3 separate regions of the Anser cygnoides genome follow, and all the other regions are linked to region 2. Evidence: chromatin contacts called from public Hi-C data. All regions are on one chromosome and are shown on one strand. Each heading gives the region's core, a stretch centred on a gene start, on an enhancer-like site or on the middle of the called end of the contact. The rest is flanking DNA. Distances are from core to core; before and after follow the strand shown. Region 1 holds the start of DIO3 (iodothyronine deiodinase 3). Region 2 has its middle 67 kb from the start of DIO3. Region 3 overlaps LOC106047813 (a long non-coding RNA gene).

Region 1 (3,032 bases), core at 168-2,667, 67 kb before region 2:
CCATTTCAAAATCGGTCATCACAAAGAAATACTAGAAATCCCAGTTAGCACTTGCTAGGCAGCACGGAGCACTTGTACACAACTTTTCAGACACACACCCGCGCACACACGCAGCTGGGAACAGATCCCGAAGGAAGAGAGCCTCCTTAAAAATTAGTAAACGCTTCTCCAAATAAAAGAAAAAAAAAAAAAAAAGAAGAGTTATTTACAAAACGCACATGGGAATACAGTATCGACAGAGCGTGGCTGGCAAATCAACATGATTTGAATAGAGAAAGGACTATGGCACATCTTGCTCGAAAGCTCGCACGGCAGCCTCCTTCGAGTGTCCCCGGGGAGGAGGGCTCCTGCCATCCGCGTCGCGGTGCCTTCTCCCTCGCCACCTCTCCTCCCGCCCTCCCCTCCCCTCTCCGCCCCTGCGCCTTTTGCCAGGTCCTTTTTACACTTGGATGACCACCGTGCTGGGGCTCTGGAGCCGGGTTTTGTATTGGTCTAGCCAGCTTCTGAGCTCCGAGATCTTGTAGCCCTCTGGTCCTCTGCCTCCCTGGTACATCACCTTCTCCTCCTGGATGACGTAGAGCCTCTCGAAGTAGGCACCGTAGGCGGCGCTGGAAGCATTGTCCATGGTGTCCACGGCCAGGGGGCAATCGGGCGCCCCTTCCCTCATCAGCTGAGCTGCCCGCAGCCTGTCCTGGAGGCACTGGTGCTTGGGGATGTTGTAGGCTGCGTCCGAGCTGACCCAGCCGTCGGAGGGGTGTGCTTCTTCGATGTACACCAGCAGGAAGTCGGCAATGTCCACGAAGTGCGCGGCCAGGCGCTGGAAGGACCGGAGGCGGGCCATGAACGGGGGTCAGGTGCAGCTGCCGAAGTTGAGGATGAGGGGTCTCTTGCCGCGGGCGAAGTCCAGGATGCGGAGCCTCTTCTGCCCGTCCAGCTGGATCACCTCGGGGTTGGGGGCCAAGGAGCCCACGTGCGCCGACTTGAAGAAGTCCAGCTTCTGCCCGTGCCACACGGCTTTCAGCGACTCCAGCGTGAACATGCGGTTGGAGTCGGACACGCAGACCGGGGGGTCGTCGGGGGGCGGCCCCTCGCTGGCTCTGGCCACCTCCTCCGCCGTGGGCATCAGTAGCATCTTCTTCCTAATGCACAGAAAATCTAGGAGCCAGAGCATCACGGCGGTGAGCAGGAAGCGGGGGAAGAGGAGGATGCAGGCGGCCGCCTGGGTGAGCAGCTGCAAGGTGTGAACGCCGAGGGAGTGGAGCATCGTCGCGGCTGGTGCTGCGGGGCGCCGGCTGCCCGGGGGCCCCCACGTACCCTGCTTGCCGGGGTCTGCGCGGCACGGCTGAGATCCCGCTTCTCTTTAAGCCCATTTTATAGTCAGGGATTTAAATGAAAAGTGACTCCACCTCCGGCCAGAACCCGCCCCTCTGGAACTTGAGCCTGGGGATTACCTACCCCTCCACTCTAATGACCTAAAAATACACAGACAAAGGGGGAGAGAGCCCCGGCGGGAGCTGCGAGGGGACGTGCAGCCGAGCAGGGAGCAGCCGCTATCAGGCCCCAGCAGAGAGTCCGCGATAGGGCACGGCCGGGGTCCCCGGCCGCAGATAGCGGCGGCCGCTCGCTGCCAGCCCCGCCAGGGACAATGCAACAGGCGCAGCCCGGCCCCCCCCCCACTCCCCCGCCCCGACAGCGGGGTCGGGGCCGCGCAGGAGCGGGGCCGGGGCAGCGCCGTCCCGGCGGCGCCCGCAGGTGTCAGGGACGGGCAGCCCGCTCCGCGCCGCGTCCCTCCCCGCTCCTCAGCCCGCGGCCCGGGCACGGTCGTAACCGGGCACAGCCACAAGCGGGCACGGCCACAACCGGGCACCGGGGACACCGGAGCTCGAACCCGCGGTCTCGCCCGCATCCTCCCGCGGCGGGGCGGGACGGGACGGGAGGAGACGGGACAGGACGGGACGGACGGGGCGCACGGGGCGCACGGGACGGGACGGGACGGGGCGGGCGGCGGGCGCTGCCCCGGCCCCGCGGCGGGGCTCAGGGGGTGCCAGGTGGGCTCCGGCCGGCGGGCGCTGGCCCGCGGCGGAGGAGGGGCGGGCGGCGGGCGGCGCTGCGGCCGCTAAGGGGAGCTGTTGCCCGAGAAGCGGCGGCGGCCGTGCCGGTGGTGGTGGCGGCGGAGGGGGGGAGCCGCCGGACCCTGCCACCCCCCCGGCCCCCGGGTGTCCGCTGCCTGGCGGGGCCGGCCGGGTGTGAAGGCGGGGCCGGGCCGTGCCGCAGGAGGCCGTCGGGAGAGCTCGACGGCGGCTTGGATGGGGCCGGCGTAGCGTTCCCGGGGCTGCCGTCCCGTCCCGTCCCGTCCCGTCCCGTCCCGTCCCGTCCTCTGGGCTTGTCCCCTGGAACCCATCCCGTCGGCAGTGGGGACAGCCGGCCGCGGCCCCCACTACGTCGCCCACTGCACCCAGGTGAGATGGAAGCCTCGAAGCCCCCTCGCAGCAACTCAGGAGGAAGCAGCAGTATTGTGTTGTGTTGTCCTGCGAAGTAGAAATCCCAGCCCCTTGCATCAGCGGGCCTAGCGAAGTCCTCAAGCAGCGGGGTGAAGAGGCATGTCGTGGGCAATGTCGGGTGGACCCGTGTGTCCCGTCCACAGAGCAGATGTGCGAACACCAGTTTTAGGGTTGGGGGCTGTGTTACCTGTGGTGAAATGCTTGCAGTACACAGAGGCGAGCACAGACTAGCTGCCTCCAGTCTTTACCCAGGCAGGAGGAATTTATAGCCCATAAATTCCTTCTTGCTGGGCTAGATGGAGACCTGTACCAGAGGTATGCGGCTTAAATCTAGTTTGGTGTCTAGACACAATACTAGGCAAAAACCGATGGCTCTGCTCACAGCCTTGCCACTCCATTGATGCAGGGTTCCCAGCTTGTGGTGTGAACATCATTTCCTCACCAGCTTCTTCAGAAAGGGGTGTTAGGGTTGCCCAGAACACCCAGTGCTGCCCTCTGCTATGCAGGCATGACTCAGGCCTTCAGGTGCTG
Region 2 (3,395 bases), core at 355-2,854:
TTTGTATTGTCCCATGTTCAGCATGACCCTGCTCGGATTGCCAGAAAACGTCACATCTCCAGTTGTGTAACACCATCACGTTCTCTAGATCCTGGGCCTGCAATCATTATTGAGCTAGCTGTTTGTGCACTGGGGTGGGGGGTGGGGGAGGGGGTGGAGGGGGGGAGGGGGGGGGAGTTCAAATATTTTTAATCACTAGAAATGGTAGCTATGTGTCCTTTGTTGAGAGTAAAGCAACCTGATTCCTCATACATCCACGTACTGAAAGGAGGAGCCCATTGGAGAGAAAAAGTATGTGCTAGCAGGGATAAAGGAAGAGCTTTCATCTGTGTATGAGTACATGACGTGCAGGGTACACAACAGCATTTAGGTAGATACCAGTGTTTTGTAATTCAAGGATCACGTAACTTAAAAAAAAAAAAAAAAAGAAAGAAAGAAAAGAATCCACTGCTGCCACAATGTTTTTCATTTACAGACAAACAAAAATTAGGCTAAACTCTGCATGTTCATTTATTACTTTATTTCCCCCCACCTTGTTTGTTTGTTTGCTTGCTTGCTTGCATGGTAATGTGTTTGCTGTTTGGTTGCTTGTTTGTTTTTATTTGAAATCACATTGCATGTAATTTTCTGAACTCTTGCTGAGCAGAGAGCCTAGTAAATGTGTGTGTTTATGTGCTACCTTTGTCTATGTACAAAGACTGATGGATAGCTAATAAAATGCACATCTCTGCAATCCTTTCATGCTTAAGATCCCCAAGCAGAAGTTGTGAGTGTTCAAATAAAATAGAACTGATCCAAAATGTACATATTTAGCTTAGATAATAGCAGCCCCCAGAAATGTGCCTCTTTCTGCTGTTGGAAATCTGTCAGCTGAACAAAGAGCAGGATATAGTGTGAATCAGGCTGTCCTAAAAGCTTTATGTGATAGACACACTTTATGGAGTTATTTCCATTTTTCTCACATTTCAAAAGCAGACTCAGACCTTAATTATCATGAGGACAAATTCCACAAAATCATTATTTGTAGTCAAGGATTGCAATGCATTTTTAAAGTCAGATTATATGTTAAAAGAACACAGTTTTTCCTAGGGCTTGTACAAAGCTGTACAAAGCTTCTCCTTGTTCCCTCCATCTGAAAAATTATTCTTGAAAAGTCATTCTGCGTATCTTTTTGCTATTTTTTTCAGAGAGAGAAAAATATAAATGAGCTGTGAAGCTTGTGTTGTTCTGAACTCTTTCTCTCCTCTTTCACCGATGAGTTCATCAAACAAAATTCCACAAGAAACAAATGTTATTATGAGATTAGCAGAATGAATGCCAGAGTTCAGATACTAAACATTTTTTTTTAAAAACAGTGGGCTTAATGACGTGAAGGAAGTTGTAGTTTAAACATCAAGGTCAATTATTTCGTTAAATATTATTTAAAAGTTACTTGCCTTGAAACAAAACCAGAGCTATCCATTTCCCAAAAATGCAAACAGATTATTCTGCCCCTGTTTGTCAGCTTCACCAGATAACTTCTATTTGATCTTCAAATGAAAACAGTTTCTGTTTCAGATTTATACAACAGGCTGCCTCTAAAAAGAAGAAAGATCTTAAGGTTGGAACTGCTGTTTGCTTTCCCTTCTAATCTTGTGAGCAGATTTGCATAAGAAAAGCAAGTAGATTCGAGTCTGGGTTTTTCTGTCTACATCGAAGGCATGAGTATCAGCCAGTGCTCTCCATTTATTCAGAAAGAAAACGATTGCTTTTGTAAATCAGGTGAGCAGGAAACCCTTCAGTAAATTCAGCTAGATTTCTCTAAAAGGAACAGGGGCTACTTATCAAGACTAAATGGAGTTTAGTTAAGTAATTATAATAGTCAAACAGAGAGAGTCCAAAAACTAAACCCTTCAGTTCCAGGTATGTTTCCTGATACTGTATACTTAGCTTTAAAACAACATCCAGAATTGGTATTTCCTGGATCTTGCAAAGCAGCCTCTTGTACTGCCAGGTACCCTTCTCACAGTTTCTAACAGCATCAGCCTCGCTCAGGACCTCAGTGAGCAGAGCAGTGCTGGGTGGTGATGTGAGCTCTGGCTGTCTGACCGAGTGCGTGCCCCCAGCTCCAAGAGTGACACCTGGACCAAGCCAGGTAATTCTACCGTAGAATGGGGATGCAGAGCCGTCCCTACAAGAGTGTGTGAAGCATAACAGCTCAGTGTGTGCAATGTACTTTGAGATTCTTTTGGTGTGTAGAAGTGCAAGTTATTTTGTAGGAAAAGGGTTGAGGAGGGACGTTTTAGATCATGGGGTCAAGTCCCTTGCTGTGGGTGGTAACCCCATCTCAGAAGCTGGTTCACAAACCAGTCAAACTCCATCTCCCAGCTGCTTTGGTTGCTTCCTGCCTGTGGAAGGCCTTTCAGGGTCCCCACCACTCTGATGGGGTGAAGCTGATTTCTATTTCCAGCCTGAATCCCTTCTTCGTCAGTTTTTACCAAATGTCTCTCAACATTATTTTATCTAGGAGGAGGGGAGGGAAATTGTCTCATAATTTTAAGATTCATCTGCATTTTCCTCTCAGCCCCAGGCACCTGGTGGAAAGACGCCAGCAATGCTGTAGGCTGGTTCGATGTACCAATAAAAATAAAATAAAATTAAAAAAAAAAAAAAGGAGTAAGAAAAGCGCCATTCTTAGAAAGCCTCCAGCGTTCCAGCTCGAGCACAAACAGCTTCTTATTTGGGACTCTCCTCGGGTAAATCAACAGCCCCGGGGCGAAGGGGCCGCAGCTCTTGTGGTTTTGCGCAAACCCAGACCCCCCCCCGGGGGCCGGGGGGGGAACACGAGAGGGAGGGAGGGAAGGGGAGGGGAAGAGGGAACCATCCTCAAACCACTGCTGAGACCTCGGCCGAGGGGGGCCGAAGCCCCGCCGGGGAGAACCGGGGCGGAGGAACCCCCCGGGCCGCCGGTGCCCGCCCGCCCCGCCGGGGCTCTGCCCGCTCCCCCGGGAGGCAGCGGCGGGGCGGCGGGGCCGCAGCACGGCTCGGCGGGGTGGCAGATCCCCGTTCTGCCCCTTGGCTCGGCTTTCCCTCCTCCCAGGGAACAGAAATCTTTGCTGGAGCTGCGCTCCCGGGGGCCGGGGTCGATTTTTTCGTTTGTTTGCTTTTCACCTCCTTCCGCCGCCCTCTTTCCTTTTGCCCCGCACCGGCGGCACCGAGGGCGGGCGGCGGTGGCGAAGCAGAGCGCTGCCGCCCGCCTCCTGCCCCCGGCGAGCCCCGGGCACGAAAAGGAGCACTCCGTGGGGCCGAAACGGGGGCGAGCGGGAGGGATGCGAGGGCTCTTTCCCCTCCCCGAGGTGGGGGACGGAGGCAGTGGGTCCGTGTCCCCCGGCGGCCCGTGCCCTGGGTTCCCACGG
Region 3 (3,110 bases), core at 505-3,004, 100 kb after region 2:
ATTTTCACTTCTGTTTCCGTTTGCTATATATGAAGATGATCCTAGATTTTGTTGCAATAATACTTTTCATTCAGAAATTTGGACCTCGTCTGATGTGAGCCCCAAACATTTCCATTTCTAAGTGCAATAAGTTAATGCCTATGTAATTATAAAGCGGTGCCAGCTTCTAACCACACTGTCTTACCTACCCTAGTCCTTTGGAAATGTTTTGCTTGCAACAACTTTATATACTAAACATGTTTGTTTAATAAAAATGTTGTTATGATAACTATAAACAACATATTTGTGACATGACTAATGTTTTCATGAAGTTGCTTTCATTTTCACAGGTCAGTGCTTCCTTTTCCAGCTTCACAAACAGTTTTCTCAATCATCTGGGCACCAAGTTGGTGCCTCAGCACTTGGATCTGTGTCCTATGATTTGATCTTCTTTTCAGAGTGTTCTCTCATTTGTCCCTGTCCATGTGCTGTTTTTCCTGACAGTTCTTTTTTCTTGTGCCACTTTATGACAGCTTTTCTCCATGATGTGCTGTTAAAAGCATATATCCAGATATCCAGAAAAAAAAAAAAGTGGAAAAAAAGAAGCAGCTGACCAATAACTTACCTAGAAAGTAAGTAATTTTTTTCTTATTTATTACGGGTGTATGTTTAGCTACGTTATAATCTACATCCATGACTTTCTGTACAACATAGGGCACATTTTGTGAATGAGCTTAAACACTATAAAATTGTAATTATTCATGAATAGTCTGTCTTTTATTGCTAATGACACACATCATACCAGCAGAGTTTGATATACCAATTATAAGAATAAAGTTCATCTGAGGTAACAGAGTTTATTCCTTTCTCAGGCATCCAGCCTGGATCTCAGCTACGAAGTAAGTACCTCTACCACATCTCATTACCAAAATAGCAACCTTCTTAATCCTTTGCTGTGAAGAACAAAGGTTTGATTCAGTCTCTGGAGCAGAAATAGGATCTTATTAATGCACTGGCAACTAAAGTGTTGTTATTTTTGTTAGAAAAGAGAGAAACAGGAATTTGCTGATATATGTTAGATTAAGGGCTTTTATTATTTTGAGATTAATCGGATTGTTAGTTAGGCCTTTTGAACGGCAGTTGAAAATCTACAAAATATCTTTTAATTTAGCATTTTGGATGAATTCAGGAGCTGCTTCTTCAGCTTCTATTCTTTGTATCTGTTCTGAAAGAGTTACTTAGGATGCCAATTAAATGGTGTATTGCTTACTCTGCAAGTGGTGGAACTAGGAGGAAAGTTCTGCCACTCTTGACAGGAGTACTGGTCTTGCTGGGCTCCATCCACTTGCCATCCATTGGATCAGAGCTTAGACCCAAGGCACCAGTGAGGTACCTGGTGCTTGGCTTTTGAGGATCAGAAGAGAACTGTGCATCAGCTTAGTGTCCAGGCTTGAACAGGTTACAAATGATGCATGAATTCTTGTTTGAAATGTTAGATCTCTGATGGTGTTTTATGGAGCCTCTTTCTTTTGAAAGATTTGCTGCCATGTAGTGTTTAGCTTCAGTAGACTGTGGAATTTGGGATCCCTGTGGAGTAGGCTCTCTATGCCTCTGGCAGCTCTTCAGGATAAAGTTGAAATCAGGATTGCAGAGGAGCCAGAGGAATTCTACTTGGTGAATTAAATGTTCTTGAGTTTGAGGACCTGGAAAAGGGTGAGGAAAGGATCTGGGTGAGCTCTCAAATTGGTATGAATGACTGGCATAGAAGGTATTGCTTAGAGCAAAAATAAATGCAGTGTAACTGATCCGCTGAGAGCAGCAAACCGTTTCTGGAAATGACTGGTGCTTGATAATTCTTAGTGATAGGCAAATGCCATGCTCCAAAATACGTGTGGTCCATTGTGCAATTCTGTGTGGGTGTGGATCTTTGCAGGTTATTGGCCTATGCCCTTTGGCATAAAATGTGTTTGTCTAAGTCTTAGTATGTAGAACTTCGGGTGTTTATCTTCATGTGTATGTGAAAGGTTCAGGGTTAAGCGAGGAGCTATCCCAGAAGCTGAGGTCAGCAGAAGTGTTCTGGCTAACTGTTCCCAGGGCTGAGTAGTAGACCAGTAGGATGGCATTTTCAGTGAACCTCAGTTTGCTGCTTCTGTTCCTTATGGTTAGGATAAATCTCATGTTTGGTCTCCAGGAGATATGACAAAGATATGTGATAGAGTCTGTAGGCTGAGACTTGTGGCTTGACTGTGTGGACTTTTATTTGTGAGCTGGATGAGATTTCTAGGCATAGTCTAAGGCAATTGTGTGTTGTATTAATTGCTATTTTATCCTGATTATTTATATCCCCAGAATGTTTTAAGTATCAAATTTTGATAAAACAGGAATGCTTCAAGTGCCAGTAGGATACAGGCCAAGCCTGTTCTCTGTTATACCCCTGTAAAGCTGGAATAATTCTATTGACTTCTGAGTGGCAGTGGTAGTACAGAAAGCAGAACTGGACCTGAGAGATGAAGCAGAGGGTGTGCATGTGTGTGCGCCTTGGGCAGTAAAACAGCTGACTGAAAAAAACAGCTAATGCACTGCTCCCATTTTCCCTTGATGGTTTCCAGCTGTCCTCTTATCCCTGGCATACCAAATGACATTAATTAGGTTCAGCTTATAAAAATAAGTGGGAAGCAGTATGCTTTACCCACCTTATAGAGCTGTACATAAATGATGTGTTACATACAACAAACTGCAATTGCAGATGCTGAGCAACACTGCGGTTATTAAGCCAGGAGATGAGTAAAGAGAAAGTTCCTTTGGCAAAGCAGTCATAGGCAGGATGGCTTCTCAGACTGTGCAATGGAAGAAGGTATGATCGCATGAAGGAAATCAATGTGTATTGCACCTGAAACACAATTGAGAGTGTCACAGACTTCATGCTTTGTTCATCTTGAGTCTTTTAGTATTAAATGAGGCAGAAGAAAGGAAGGATCTAAAGAGGAGAGTAAAGGAAGAAGGGAGTATTCTTATTTTCCCCAACCAGTAAGCATGTATTTGTAGGGTATTAACATCTTGTTTGTTGTTGCTGTTTTACATTTTTGCACATTTTTTCATTAGGGATTGTAGGTGAATTTCTCAGAGAATTT

What was found. A called contact is a pair of places that touch in the nucleus more often than the background predicts.
Region 1: a Hi-C map of liver shows a contact between it and region 2, with 5 times the contacts expected there. The contact joins the promoter of DIO3 here to the enhancer-like site in region 2. A contact is called at or near these places in 3 of 7 Hi-C or Micro-C datasets (fetal liver and liver).
Region 3: a contact with region 2 is called in a Hi-C map of liver, with 20 times the contacts expected there. The contact joins two enhancer-like sites. A contact is called at or near these places in 4 of 7 Hi-C or Micro-C datasets (granulosa cells and liver).

Annotation. Positions count from the first base shown.
Region 1 is chr5:55,113,631-55,116,662 of Taihu_goose_T2T_genome, reverse strand. DIO3 (iodothyronine deiodinase 3) reads right to left here and starts at 1,417. Exons shown (of 1, transcript XM_013199473.3): 1 at 1-1,417. The coding sequence starts at 1,264. The coding sequence ends at 440.
Region 2 is chr5:55,046,365-55,049,759 of Taihu_goose_T2T_genome, reverse strand. No RefSeq gene overlaps it. Among named protein-coding and RNA genes, the nearest start is that of DIO3, 67 kb to the left of the region's middle. Within about 2 kb of position 1,604, at least 1 of the 3 cell types and tissues checked has open chromatin away from gene starts, as enhancers often do. A contact at or near this core is called in liver, where this site is marked.
Region 3 is chr5:54,943,400-54,946,509 of Taihu_goose_T2T_genome, reverse strand. It overlaps LOC106047813 (a long non-coding RNA gene), which reads left to right. Exons shown (of 17, transcript XR_010832008.1): 5 at 513-611. Among named protein-coding and RNA genes, the nearest start is that of DIO3, 170 kb to the left of the region's middle. Within about 2 kb of position 1,754, at least 2 of the 3 cell types and tissues checked have open chromatin away from gene starts, as enhancers often do. A contact at or near this core is called in liver, where this site is marked.